2 separate regions of the Zea mays genome follow, and region 2 is linked to region 1. Evidence: chromatin contacts called from public Hi-C data. All regions are on one chromosome and are shown on one strand. The core of a region is the stretch at or near the end of the contact, and the rest is flanking DNA. Distances in the headings are between cores, read along the strand shown. Region 1 holds the start of LOC103633782 (pentatricopeptide repeat-containing protein At3g06920). Region 2 holds the start of LOC100283894 (vesicle-associated membrane protein 724).

Evidence for each region. A called contact is a pair of places that touch in the nucleus more often than the background predicts.
Region 2: a contact with region 1 is called in a Hi-C map of tassel, with 2.2 times the contacts expected there. The contact joins the promoter of LOC100283894 here to the promoter of LOC103633782 in region 1. A contact is called at or near these places in 4 of 25 Hi-C or Micro-C datasets (ear, endosperm, leaf and 1 more).

Annotation. Positions count from the first base shown.
Region 1 is chr7:26,264,923-26,268,432 of Zm-B73-REFERENCE-NAM-5.0, reverse strand. LOC103633782 (pentatricopeptide repeat-containing protein At3g06920) reads left to right here and starts at 1,640. Exons shown (of 2, transcript XM_020541033.2): 1 at 1,640-3,510. The coding sequence starts at 1,775.
Region 2 is chr7:26,424,995-26,428,714 of Zm-B73-REFERENCE-NAM-5.0, reverse strand. LOC100283894 (vesicle-associated membrane protein 724) reads right to left here and starts at 1,873. Exons shown (of 5, transcript NM_001156792.2): 1 at 1,377-1,873; 2 at 390-531; 3 at 177-297. The coding sequence starts at 1,653.

The sequences.
Region 1 (3,510 bases), core at 391-2,890:
CATTGTCTGATTGCTATTCTAGCAAAGGGAAGGTGTTTTTTCGGACCTTTGGCTTAAGGCCTTCGTCCATGTCGCAATCTGAATTCGTTATCCTAAACAAATTAATACTGTTGGGGGCCTTCATCCTCCGAAGGTCCTCAAAAACGTAATTTAACAGTGTTTGCCAAGCATGTTTTATAAATAGGTACCTTCGAATTCAGGATTAAAGACATATACGATGAGAATGACATGATCGTGACGAAGGTTGTCGTTACTTCGAAGCTATGCACAAAGGAGCTTCGGCTCAATCACGGGAAAAGGAATCGACTTAAAGGGGAAAAGGCTATCCAGTCCTCATAGATTTTTCTATAAGCCAATAGTAAATGTAAAGGGCATGACTGTAATTTCTCATAGGCTATGTCCTGTGCCTATAAATAGGTGAACAGTACCCACATACTGTTCACGCTGACTTGTGCTTGATTTTGCATCACGCTTGTACTTTCTTGCCTTCTATCAAGTCGAAGGTACTTTTGTAATTTAATATTGTATTCGCCTTTCCATGATCATATAATAAGAATAAATTGATAATGTTATATGATTGTTTATGTTGTTTCTTACATGTCATATGCTTCTTCTTTTTATTTAACATATACTGCGATGATGAAGGTATGTCCTTCATGACCTTCGTCTGAAGATCATTATATCCTAAGGGAAATAATGCATCGAAGGATGAAGGGCATTAACATTTAACATCTTGTGCTGCCTTGTTCTTAATTCATAGCATTTGAGAACAAGTCCCCAACAGAAACATACATTCTTTTGATTTGCACTTCTTTCTTCATTTAGCACTTAAGAACTCAATTAAATGTGTTATACACTTAATCACCAAAACATAATAGAAATTGCTCAAAGGCACATTTCCCTTTCACTAGGGTTCCCTGCCTGATGGGCCGGACGGTCCGCGCGTGCGCAGGGGCAGCGGAGTTCGCCAACGGTGCCTGAATCTCGCTCCCGAGAGGGACCCCGTCGGGGAGGAGAGATTCTAGATGATGCCTAGGATCGACAGACCACCCTAAACACCTCTAATCGACGTAGAAGCGAAGAGAAGCGAAGAATTTAGAGATTGAGAGGCTAAACTAGAACTAAACTAGAACTACTCCTAATGCATAAGGTAAAAAACGAGAGATGAACTGATTATTGATTCGATTGATGATTATTAATCGACCGTATTCCTCTATATTTATAGAGGAGGGGGTTGGACCCATTACAAACCAATCTCCCGAGTTAATCCCGCGAATCTAGCTAACAACCGTAGCAAAAACTCGGAACCCTAATTAGTTCTACGCGCGAGGACGGTCCGCACCACCAGTGCGGACCGTGCGATCACCCTTTTGGCGCTCAACACGCATATGCAGTTCCAGTTTTACAAACTCATAATAAGCATATTTATGTATAATTAAAGGACATTTGCTAGCATCAACATAATATACAAAAAAAACACTTGCTATCTGCTAGTCCTTGCGCCGAAAAACAAGACGCCGCGCCAAAAAAAGCTGAGCAGTACGTGCTTTTGTTGGGCCGCAACGGTTGCAATTGCAAGCCCAGCTCCATTGCGTGGGAGATGAGTCGTTAGTTTATCATCGTTGGATTTGGGACAAACGGAGCAGATGAGGAACTGTAGAGTAGGTCATTTCGGCCAACTTCAGAGGATCTGATTCCATGCTTGCTAGTATCTCCCAAATGGGCAAGCCGCCTTGATTCTCAGCTAGGGTTTTTCTTTTATCAATCCCTCTCTATGGCGGCGGCGGCGCTGTGGGCACCGGCGGCTCGCCGCCAGGTCCTCGTCGCACCCACCCTTCTCCGCATCCGGCGTTACCTCTCCACAAAACCACCCCCACCGCACCACCCCAACACTCTCGCCACCGAGCTTCTCCGCCTCCTCTCCGCCGCACCCTCCTGGACGCCCGACCTTGCCGGCGCCGTCTCTTCCTCCCTTTCCACTGCCTCCGCCTCCGCCGGCGATGCCGTTATAACCGTCCTACGGTCCCTCAAGAACCCCTCTCTCGCCGCTCCCTTCTTCCTTGCCTCCTCCTCCGCCTCCCCGCACCCGCTCCCCGCCGACGCATACAACGCCGTCCTCCCGTTCCTCTTCCACGACCTCGCAGCCATGGAAGAAGTTCTCGAGGAAATGAGCGTCCTTGGGTACGGCGTTCCCAACCCCACCTGCGCCGACCTTGTCGCGGCACTAGTGCGCACCCACCGCCTTGACGACGCCGAGCGCATGATTGGGACAATGAGGCGGCTCAAGTTCCGCCCAGCGTTCTCGGCGTACACCGTGCTGATCGGCGCAATGGCGGAGGCCAGGCGGCCTGAACGCGCGCTGGAACTGCTGCGGCAGATGCAGGAAGTCGGGTACGAGGTGGGCGTGCCGCTGTTCACGACGCTGGTGCGGGCTTTGGCCCGTGAGGGGCGCGTTGAGGGAGCCCTGGCACTAGTGGACGAGGTGAAGGGGAACTGCCTCGAGCCTGACATTGTGCTGTACAATGTGTGTATTGATTGTTTCGGGAAGGCTGGGAATGTGGACATGGCCTGGAAGTTCTTCCATGAGTTGAAGTCGCAAGGGTTCAAGCCAGATGATGTATCGTACACGAGCATGATTTGGGTGTTGTGCAAGGCAGGGAAGCTAAGTGAGGCTGAGGAGCTGTTTGGTCAGATGGAGACAGAAAGAGCTGTGCCTTGTGCGTATGCGTATAATACAATGATCATGGGTTATGGGTCAGCAGGCCAGTTTGAGAATGCCTATAAGCTTCTTGATCAGTTAAAGGATAGGGGTTGTATTCCATCTGTTGTGTCATTTAATTCGATTCTCACTTGCCTTGGGAAGAAGTGTGAAGTTGATCAAGCACTGATCTTGTTTGAGGCAATGAAAAAGGATGCAGAGCCAAATTCCTCTACATATAACATCATCATTGGTATGCTTTGCATGGCTGGAAGGGTTGAGGAGGCCTATGTGATACGGGATGAGATGGAACGTGTTGGTTTGTTCCCTAACTTGTTGACAGTGAATATAATGGTTGATAGGCTCTGCAAAGCAAAGAAGTTTGAGGAGGCCTATGAGATGTTTGAAACTGCAAGTCAGAGAGGTTGCAATCCTAATTCTGTGACTTATTGTTCTCTTATTGATGGATTAGGAAAGAAAGGAAATGTTGATGATGCTTATAGGTTATTTGAAAACATGCTAGATACAGGCCACAATGCTAATCCTGTTGTTTATACATCCTTGATAAGGAATTTCTTCATGCATGGGAGGAAGGAAGATGGACACAAAATCTTCAAAGAGATGAATCGTCGAGGATGCCAGCCTGATCTTACTCTACTGAATACATACATGGATTGTGTTTTCAAAGCTGGTGACGTTGAAAAGGGAAGGGCAATATTTGAGGATATCAAAGGTTATGGTTTCCTTCCGGATGTACGAAGTTATTCCATTTTGATTCATGGTCTCACAAAAGCTGGCCAAGCTAGGGAAAC
Region 2 (3,720 bases), core at 624-3,123, 160 kb before region 1:
TTTTTTTGCAGAAATGAAAATCAATTTCCATCCATGAGTTCTATCAATAACTTGCTCTATGTGGCGCCTATATCATCAACCAAGGAGAGGACACATTAATCATGGAATCCTGGTCCTGTTCTATGTTGTTTCAGGTGCTGCTATACACATCGACGAATAACAACACAATAACATACCTTTTCTATGCTGTCTAACATTATATTTTTCACTTCTGAAACTTGGGCTTGCACTTTTAACATTTTATCTAGTTCCTCTGAATGATCAAGAACATATTGAATGTGCTGCTTTATAACTTGTCTGCATTGATGAAAAGCTCATTTTTCAGGGGAAAAAACAATAAAACATTCTGTGCATTCTCAGCAGAACTTATTAGTTATTACAAGACATACCCATATTCTTTATTTAGACATTTTGCAAGAGCTGTGTCAGCTTTACCACCACCATATCTCTTCATGAAGTCATCTTTTAACCTTTCAAGAAATGCCACTGAGACATTCTTTGGAACGGATTCCTCCGCAACTACACAATAGGCTACAAAATGTTCATATAGCAAATGTGTAACCATAAATATACAGATTATCATAATCATGTGATCTATAGCAGTTAAGTTGTATTCTCTCCATTATAAATTATAAGACGTTCTGAATTTTCTATATTCATAAGTTTGACTATACACTTAGATATACATTATGAAGTAACATATCTAGAAAATCCAAAACATCTTATAATTTGAAATTTGAAACAAATGGACTATGTAGGCTTGTAGCCAGATCTGTAAGATCCACAACAATGCAGGATCAACATGATCACACATGACAAAAGAGTTTAGGCTCTTGGTTGATAACCAACATTGTTGTTGAACTTTTATAGTTCCAGTCTGGCGATTAATGAAAATACCTTTATGGGGGTGATCTTGCAATCCGATTGCAAAAGAATCCCGAGCTCCGATTCTAGTTTTTTTACTTATGTAGTACAAGCTGAAGTAATCAAGGTTGGAGCTTTGCCACTGTCATTTTTAGCACCACTAAGAAAGCATAACAAATTAGAATAATTGGTCCCGCGAAAGTGCCTCTAGCCGAGTTGGTTAGATGGTCTGGTCCTGGGTTGACTCTCCGTGTGAGCGAATTTTAGGTTGTGGTTAAAAAATCTCCTCGTTTGTCCCACGCCAAAGCACGGGTCTAAGACTCAGCCCCGATCGTGGTCGTTCTCACATGGTTTCCGTGTCGCTATGTATGGGTGGAACTCTTTTCCCGCAGGTCGAGTTTTAGAATCATTGGTCCCCCATAGGCTATACGCTATAGCACCTCCTACTTCTACTAGCAAAAGTCTTAAAAGTTTAAAAGGCGTCGATTGGTCGCATCGTATTCGTATCTCACCGTAGCCGCGGTACAAGAGGAAGTTGAATGTGTGTCGGTCACAGGCGTAGCTGAACCGTGCCGGCGCATCGCCACGGCCGTCAGGGCCGGTGCCGGCGGAGGACGACCCGGCGGGTAGCCGCTGCAGGCATTGCGCGGCGATGGCGGGGAAGTTGCCGGTGAACTCCGTGTACTCCGCCAGCACCGCGGTGCCGCGCGCCACGAAGGCGTAGATCATCCACTCCGCCTTGCCGCCACCCTCCCTTGCATCCTTCCCTCCCGGAGTCGGTGACACCATCGGATCAAGATAGGACCGCTAGCTACCGCAGGCGGATCTTGGATTCTTGGCAAGATCGTGAGGGACCGATGGAAGGTGGTGAGAGCGGACGATTTCGTGGCGCCGGGGGAGAGTATCCACTAATGCGCGAGCCCGTGAGCGTGCAGTGCCGAACGGCGCCGCCTCCGTGTCCCTCAATGCTTGGAGTAGGATTGTCCGATTGTAGGAATGCGTGTTGTTCAGCGTCCGTACGGCTTTTCTGGTGCTTTTTTGCACTATGTGATGAAGACAAATTTGAAATTATATCATTATGAAACGTAGAGTCGTCGTTTTACCATCATTTTAAAAAGCTTTTCGTTTGAATACCATTATCAAATATGTCATCTACGCTGTTGACACCTTTTTAGGGCACCGAACACTCAACACGAACTAGCGGCGGTGCTCTCTGCACAGGGGCGGACGGTCCGCGCGCAGAGGCCGGATGGTTCGCGCGCAGAGGCCGGACGGTCCGCGGCCTGGTGCGAGGCTAGGGTTCCTGCCTGACGGCCGGACGGTCCGCGCGTGCACAGGGGTGGCGGAAGATCAGCGGCGGCGCTTGGATCTCGCTCCCGGGAGGGACCCTGTCGAGGAGGAGAGATCCTATAAGTTGTCTAGGCTCGGACAGGCCGATCTAGACTCCTCTAATCGACGTAGAGTCGAAGAGAAGCGAAGAATTTGGGGGATCAGAAGGCTAAAATAGAACTAGACTAGAACTATTCCTAGGAAATAAATGCGAAATAGAAGTGTTTTTAATTCGATTGATGATTACAAATCGGCCGTATACCTCTCTATTTATAGAGGAGGGGGGCTGAACCCTTTACAAACTAATTTCCGAGCTTATCCCGAGATTCTCGCCAACAAACATAGCAAGAAACTCGGAACCCTAATCTGTTCTGCGCCTGCGCGGACCGTTCAGCCCACAGGCGCGGACTGTCCGGACCGCGGGCCGTCCGGCCCCAGGGCCGAACCGTCCGGCCTCTCATTTTGGTGCCCAACATATGCCTCCAACCTTTTGGTGGAGCTGAGCAAACCAAAAGCATTTTAACTCGATGTGATTACATCGGTTTTCTTAAGCATCTTGCCACATACTAGGATGGTACTGCTTGAGAAAACACCCATTCAATGCCTTTGGTAAATCCTTGCCTTGTAATGTTTGCAATAAATAGGTGTTACCAGACATTACATGTTTTACTTTATAAGGACCTTCCTAGCTTGGTGACCATTTTCCAAACTTCCGGTCTTTATTCCTTAGAGGCAGAATGGTCTTCCACACCAGGTCCCCTACTTGAAATGACTTTGCTTTGACCTTCTTGTTGTAGGCCCTGTCTAGTGTCTACCATGATCTTGTCCTTTTCTATTGCTCCCAAAGCTATCACCCTCTTGTCGGCCACCTCATCAATATTATCCATCATTGAATTGTAATAATCAGTGATGGTTAGATTATTTTGTCTGGCAAACCTGACAGCATTCAAACTTATTTCCACAGGCAATACTGCTTCCTGCCCATAGACAAGCTCAAAAGGAGACACTTTAGTAGCACTATGTTTAGATATTCTGTGAGCCCATAAAGCTTCGGACAAAATCTTATGTCAATGCTTAGGATTATCAGATATCTTCTTTTTTATCAAGTTAATCAATGTCCTATTACTAGACTCGGTCTGTCCATTGGCCTGAGCATAATATGGAGATGAATTAAGCAACTTAATTCTATATAATTCAACAAATTCACGTACCTCCTTTGACATAAAAGAAGTCCCTTGATCTGTAGTAAAGGTCTGGGGAATGCCGAATCTATGAATAATATGCTCAGTTATGAACTCAATTACCTCCTTGTGTGTCATGTTCTTTAGAGCAACGGCTTCAGTCCATTTGGTAAAGTAGTCAGTGGAAACTAACACGAACCGATGCCCCTTTGATGATGAAGGATGAATTTCCCCAATAAAGTCTAATTCCCATCCTCTGAAAGGCCAATGCTTGATGATAGGATGTAATTCGGCTGCAGGGACCAACTGTAGGTCACTGAATTTTTGACACACTTGGTAACCCTTG